Linked DNA regions of Sus scrofa: region 1 is linked to region 2. The links are chromatin contacts, called in public HiChIP or PLAC-seq maps. All regions are on one chromosome and are shown on one strand. Each heading gives the region's core, a stretch centred on a gene start, on an enhancer-like site or on the middle of the called end of the contact. The rest is flanking DNA. Distances are from core to core; before and after follow the strand shown. Region 1 has its middle 7.2 kb from the start of SKIDA1. Region 2 has its middle 4.0 kb from the start of TRNAN-GUU.

What was found. HiChIP or PLAC-seq counts read pairs in DNA pulled down with a chosen protein or histone mark.
Region 1: a contact with region 2 is called in an H3K27ac HiChIP or PLAC-seq map of alveolar macrophages. The contact joins two enhancer-like sites. A contact is called at or near these places in 1 of 47 Hi-C or Micro-C datasets (fibroblasts) and 1 of 2 datasets of contacts at active chromatin or transcription factors (alveolar macrophages).

Annotation. Positions count from the first base shown.
Region 1 is chr10:53,321,192-53,324,648 of Sscrofa11.1, reverse strand. No RefSeq gene overlaps it. Among named protein-coding and RNA genes, the nearest start is that of SKIDA1, 7.2 kb to the left of the region's middle. Within about 2 kb of position 1,343, at least 76 of the 83 cell types and tissues checked have an H3K27ac peak or open chromatin away from gene starts, as enhancers often do. A contact at or near this core is called in alveolar macrophages, where this site is marked.
Region 2 is chr10:52,671,174-52,674,507 of Sscrofa11.1, reverse strand. No RefSeq gene overlaps it. Among named protein-coding and RNA genes, the nearest start is that of TRNAN-GUU, 4.0 kb to the left of the region's middle. Within about 2 kb of position 1,322, at least 2 of the 83 cell types and tissues checked have an H3K27ac peak or open chromatin away from gene starts, as enhancers often do. A contact at or near this core is called in alveolar macrophages, where this site is marked.

The DNA.
Region 1 (3,457 bases), core at 94-2,593, 650 kb before region 2:
TCGAACTCAGTCATTTAAATAGCCTTACTTTTAAATAGCCTGACTTGCTTTTTGAAAGGATTTCTGTGCACAAAATGTGTAGGTTACTGTCTATGGGAAGAGAGCGGCGTCCTGTTTAGTTCGAAAAATGTTCTCTATTGCTAAATGTGGACTAGAATTTTTTAAAAGGAAAGGGGATTCAAGTATTGACGCTACTGCTTGCTAAAAGAAGAAATGGCAGTGGTGGCTGGGAAAGGAGAGGCGTATTTAAATGTATTTGCTTTTGGGTACGGTGGTTATCGGCAAGTCCGCCTTTGTGGGTCTGTGTGGCTGAATGAGTAAGTGACCGAGTGCCATCGGCATTATATAAATGGATCGGTGTGTGTGGGGGAGCCCCCAAAGCCGGCGAGCACGTGAAACACATTTTAACTGCCCCCCAAGCGGCGACCAAGCCCCCCCTCCACCCCACTCCCAAATCCGTATATTACCTGCCCAGTTACAGTGACACATGTTTATGTTTATAGTCCTGGTTTGTAGTAGTGTCAAGAGCCGCAGCTAGAGGAGGGGGAGGAGAGAGGAGAGGGAGGAGTAAATGCAACCACCCCCACTTGTTGTTAAAGCAAATTTACTGCGTTATTGCAAGCCCGGTACGGGGGGCTGGGAAGTGAGTTGAGAGGAAGGGTAGAGTTGGGTTGTGTGTTGGCGGTGGAAGGGGGGTGGGGTTGGAGATCCGGGATGGAGCTTCTCTCTCCAGCGGCCCGGGAAAAGCAGCTCGGTCAATAGGGGAGCATGCTGGCGCGGTGGAAAACAAAAAGGTTCCTCCAGCTCGCAGCGTTCACGTGGGGGGCTCCGCACGCAGGGCTCCAGGGCCCTGACCTCTGACCCCGGCTCCTCTCCGCGCTCTCCCAGTGCCGCGCGGCCACTTTTTACCCAGGATCCCTCGCGCGGGCCGCGCTCGTGCCGAGCTCGAGTCCTTCTTAATCCTCCATTCCCCGATTTCCATCCCCTCCCCCTGCCGCCAGCCCCGGGGGAGGATTCTCCGGCAGGGAACCCCCGCCCCACCCCCACCCCGAGAGTCCCGGCCGAGGAGGCCGCAGTCGGGGCGAGTGGGGCGGGGAGTGCAGAGCCGGCCTCCCCTGCCGGGCCGGGCCTGCGGGGGAGGGGAGGGGAAAGGGGGGAAAGGGGAGACGAGGGGGGGGGGTGCCGGGCGGCCCGGCCCCGTTGCCCGGCCGCGGCCTGGACCTGTTGACTGCTATTGGTCCGCCTCGACCCGCGCCCTCTCCTTGCCCGCAGCAGCCCCGGCCCTTCCGCGGAAACGTGGGGAGGAAATAATGATGGCTGTTCTCTCCGCCTCCCTCCAACTTTAGTTTTTTCTTGGGGGATGAGAAGGCAAAGTAATCTCATCCGCTGCCCCATCCTTTCTCATAAAGTACTGTCATGCGCGGGCCCACCGCCCTCCCGGCCCCCGCTATTTAAAACCTCCTCTCTTCCCCAGACCAGCTCCCCTGCCCGGAGCCCGAGGGCCCTCGACACCCCCGCTGCGCCTCCCCCCGCCTGGCCCGGCTTCGTCTTCAGCGAGTTGTGTTGCTTTTCCTCCCTAGAAGCTCCCTCGTCCGCGTTCCACTTTTTTACCGTCCCAGGAGGCGTAAGATAAAACCTCTGATTTGCTGCGTGCTGCCGGACACATTCTCAGCCCTCGTCAAAATGCATTTGATGGAAAGTTGAAAATAACAGTATTTAAAAGGAGGAAATAAAAACTGAGGGGAGAGTTCTTTTGCCAGGTTAGACGACATAAACGCATTAAAATTAAAAGAATACAAGATGTACTTAAAGTTGAAGATTTCACTGGATTTGCTGTATTTCCTTCTAGAGTTTGGCTTTCCTGGGGGAATCTTTTCCAGAGGGAAAGAGCAAATCAAAAGTAAGGTGGAAGTGAGACATCTCAATCACTTCTGAAAATAAAGGAGAAATTCAGAAAATATGTTAAGGAAATAGCGGGAAAGCGGCCGCAGCGAAAGCTGGAGTCGCCGAAGGAAGAGCCTCGGTGTCGCAGCCGGAGGAAGGAAGGCCAGCCGGGGATAGGAAGGAGACGCGCGGCGGCGGCGGCGGGGCGAGCGCCGGTTCCGGCCGGGCCGCGAGCCGCGGAGCTTGGGAGGAAGGCAGCGGCGGGCAGTGCTAGCGCGAAACCGCGGGCGGGGAGGGCCGTGGTGGGCGGGGGCCGAGCGCGCGGCCGGCGCCACAGAGGAAGCGGGATCCCGGCCGCGTTCGCCCGGCCGCCCCCATTGTTCGGCCCGCGCGCCGCTGTTCGCCGAGCGCGTCCTTCCCGAGGGAGGGGTCCAGCGGGCGGGCTCGGCCCCCACCCCGCCTCCCCGAACTCCATCGCTCGGGCCGGGTCTGGTCGGCGCCGCAAGTTTTATGATCAGTGTGTCCGATCGCGAGTGGTTCCCAACTCCAGACCGCGTAGGAAGGAGGCTTCACAACGTGCTGCTAAATTGGAGGAAGCTGGGCAAGCCTGCGACTTCCACGTGAAAAGAAGAGGGAAAGCAGCATAGATAGATGTTTGTAAAGTGATGACTAGATAGAGACAAATGCGGGCAAATTTTTTTCTGGATCTGGAAAGTTAGAGCCGATCGTAACCTATTTTAAATCTCTTTAAATGTATAGATTCGTAAATGAATGTCGGGATTCAAAGGAGTTCGGAAAAGCACATTTCGCTGTCTCTATTTGTTATTATTCAGCTCTTTGTTGTATACAAGGAGTCTGATTTTAAAAGGCTGGTTTGAGCTACCCCTAACAAAAACAGGCATGGTTTCTTAACGTGAAATGCATTTTCAAAATAACAGTGAAATTCAAAGGGAAAAACTTGTCATTTGCTTTTATATCACGTTTTGGAAAGAAAGAATTGTAAGCCACTTACGAAACTCTGCCTGTTTTCCTTTGTGAGGCTTGTGGAAAAAATATTTCTGGCAAGCGTCACGGTTTTTAAAAAACGAAGATTTCCAACAAGTGCTCGAGAGTCTTGAAGACAAGACCAAAGTCATCGTGCGTGAAAACTCATGAAGAAATAATTTCAAATCCTTTGGCCCAAACCTTATTAGGGCAAGAGAGTAATTTCGACTTAGATTTATAATAGACTTTGCGGAAATTCCTTCTAAAATACCCATTACTACTCTGTATATTATACAGCACTGTTTCCCAAGGTGGATTTTTAAAAACCAATTAGAATTGATCTCTAATGGAATATTATATATACGCGTCATCATGAAAACATCATTTGACAAGAGTTTTGAATTACAAGAAAGAAGTTAACAGATGATGTTCATAAATAGCATCTGTTTGAAAAGAACCCTTAAGAGTGAGTTAAAGGTAGTGGTGGTTGTGATTTTGCATTTGAAATGCTATAGAAGTGGTTTGCATTTTTAACACTTTCATTTTGCGGATCTTCTTCCTAAACTTGCATTTCCTCATGGAAATCATT
Region 2 (3,334 bases), core at 73-2,572:
AGACGAGGCAGCTCACAGGATTTCCATGAATATATTGTTCAGGACCTTAACTCTCTTCAAGTCCTGTACTTTCAAAGGATGGGGACTGAATTTTTAAGGTGGAAAAAATCCAGTTAGTGAGAATTTTAAAAGTAATCCAGTGAATTAGAGAAATGTTCTCAATAAATAGAAGATTGTGGCACCAGGTAATCAATGAAAAGAGAAGGCTGAGCCAGGAGTCTCTAAAAGCAAGAGAAGAACTACGAGACTAATTTTCAAGTCAATTGATGTCACATTTCAAAACTGATGTGTAGTAAAGGGGAGTCAGATCCTTCTAGCCAGGTTCAAGCTTAAATGATATGTCCAACTCACTAAAAATATCATTCTCATTCAAAATTATTGACTAAGGATCAGTTATCAGTGTAGCAAGCCAAGAGCAACATGACACAAAATAGTATTCATCGAGCATACGTTTTCCATAGTTGACCATTAAATTGGGTCTACACATAAAATAAGGAAATTGGGAAAGCTGTGTTAGAATGTCATATTTTTTTTCCATCATTTTAAAAATTATGTCACAGAGTTCCCGTTGTGGCTCAGTGAGTTATGAACCCGACTAGTATTCATGAGGATGCAGGTTTGCTCTGTGGATTAAGGATCCAGCTAGCAGACTAGGCTCAGATCCAGCATTGCTATGGCTGTGGTGTAAGCCAGCAGCTGTGGCTCCAATTCGCCCCCTGGCCTGGGAACTTCCATATGCTGCAGGTATGGCCCTAAAAAATAAAATTAGATAAACAAAATTATGTCACTTAACTGGAAATTTTTGTAAAATTATTCAGATCAAAAATCTCCATTTTATTTTTAATTAAATGTGGTATAAGAGAAAAGGTAAAGTGAGCCAGAAATAATATACTAATATTCAATTCTAATGCTGCAATCAAAATTATTAAAAATATATAGCTTTTTCTTCATGAACCTCTCTTTTGAAGGTAGAAATCATTTTCTATGGTTTTACCAAAGAATATAGAACTAAATATTAATCATTGTTTATCTCAATAGTTAAAAAAAAAGTATGAGTTACTAATAACATTGATAATTTCAACTGTGTCCAGACCAGTAGACTCCTGGATCCAGTTGGAAATGGTAGGAGGGGTGGAGGGTGGGAGAGCAGCATGGATTTTCACTTTCTCCAGCAGCCTTGGAAAACTTCTCCAGAAAGACCCTATAGTTACCTCAGTAACATTGATAGGTTCTGCTCCACGGTCCTTCTCTTGACCACACCACTATCAGTGAGGCAGCCACAGCTTTTCTTTTCCATGTGTTCAGATGGAAAGAGAGCAGTTGGAGGCAACAGTTTTTTGCTGTCTCATCCATACTGGGGAAGTGCCGATAAATTCCTGTTCCTGCCTCTCTTTCTGAACTCATTCATTAAAAGTGAACATTAAAAGAGTTCCCGTTGTTCCTGTTAAGAACCCAGCATAGTGTCCCTGAGGATGCCGGTTCGAACCCTGGCCTCATTCAATGGGTTAACGATCCGGCATTGCTGCAAACTGCGATGTAGGTTGCAGATGTGGCTTGGATCTGGTGTTGCTGTGGCTGGACGCTGCAGCTCTGATTTGACCCCTAGCCTGGGAACTTCCATATGCCACAAATGAAGCACTAAAAAAAGATGATAAAAAAGATGATTCATTCAGGGAGTTCCCTTGTGGTGCAGCAGATTAAGGATCTAGCGTTGTCACTGCAGTGGCTCAGTTTGCTGCTGTGGTACAGGTTCCATCCCTGGTTTAGGGAAATTCCACATGACGTAGGCACAGCCAAAAAAATTTTTTTTTAATTTTTAAAAAGATGATTCATTCAGGAGAAATACCAGTTGCTGGCACAGACACTCCTTCCTTTGGTGAGATGCCAGTGAAAGCAGAGTGCAAGGTGTAAGGGTGAAACCAGTGCCCCTCATTTCCACTATTTCCATAAATTTTCAGTTATGGGGAATAAGTACAGCCCCGTGCCTTAGAAAGAGCTTCTTCCTTGCAGCTACTTCTCATAAATGGATAGAAAACCTTGAAGTCATTGAAAAGACTGTACCTGGTAACGAGCTGGTATTCAATGAACTGATCACTTAATGAATAGTTTCCCATAGCATTGTTAGAATTTTGGAAGGCACATAGTGGTATTACAAAATGATTCATCCTAGGACTTTATAAATAACAAGTGCTCTTGTATATTTAAGGCATGCTCCCACCAAAAGAATGTTTTTCAAATATGAGATATCACCAGTAAAGCACTAGCCCAGTAGCCAGGGTTTACGAGGTATAGTGAAAGTGAGTTTCTATTCCCCGTGCCCTTTAAGGACGCTACCTCTCTTTCAGCAGCCCAAGTTGAAATCCTGGCATCATCACAAGTTCCTTGTTTTTCATTTCTTACCTTGAGTCAGTTACAAAGTCATAGATTCTAACTTTGCAACATTTCTAAACTTTGACTATGTCTCCTCCTTTCCACCCTCATTTTCACTATTTAATATAATCCAATACATGCCATGATTCTATTTTTCTGCATAGCATCTAAGCTCCAATAAATAACAACATTTAAAGAGCATTTACATGCATTTACTTTCATCTATTTTGCAAGATGGACACTATTGTTAAACCCATTTTATGAATAAAGAAACTAAGGCTTACAGTGGCTTAAAATTTTAAACCCTAAACCTATTTAAACTTTAAATGACTTACTCAAGGTACCACCTCTTGCTCCTTTCTGCTGTACCTTTTTTTCCTCTCTCATCCCTGTTCTTAGAACACCCTCCCTGGCCTATTACATACCCTCATTTTACCTATTAAAGACTTATTTCTCCTTCAATCTCCTATAGTGGCCTCATCCTCTATGAAACGTTTCTTTATCCCTCCAACTAGATATCATCTTTCCTTCTTGTTAACCATCTAGCACGTTTTCCCCGCCAAATCTCACTTTATATTATACCATTTGGTACCTATTTAATCCCCCTTCTAACTTGTATACTCCATAAGGTCAAAAATGTCTTCCATCTTCATACCTCCTACAGCATTTGACTGACTTAGTCACGCTAAATAAATGTACTGAATAATTGAAAACAGTAATGAAAATGAAAGAGCTATGTTCAATATTTACTGTAAAGTATTAGCGGAGTTTACAGGTTCCTAATATGAGGCTGACTAAAAAATCAGTACTGGAAAAATACAGTTAATCAAAGAAGAGACTAATAAGAATCTAAATCAAATGTTTCCAGAAAAACTTTTAAATTTGTTTAACGTTTCCTGCTATCCCTAAAGGTGATTTTGGTACTATTAAGGCAGAAAAGCTTTTCTAGACTTATTCATTTAAC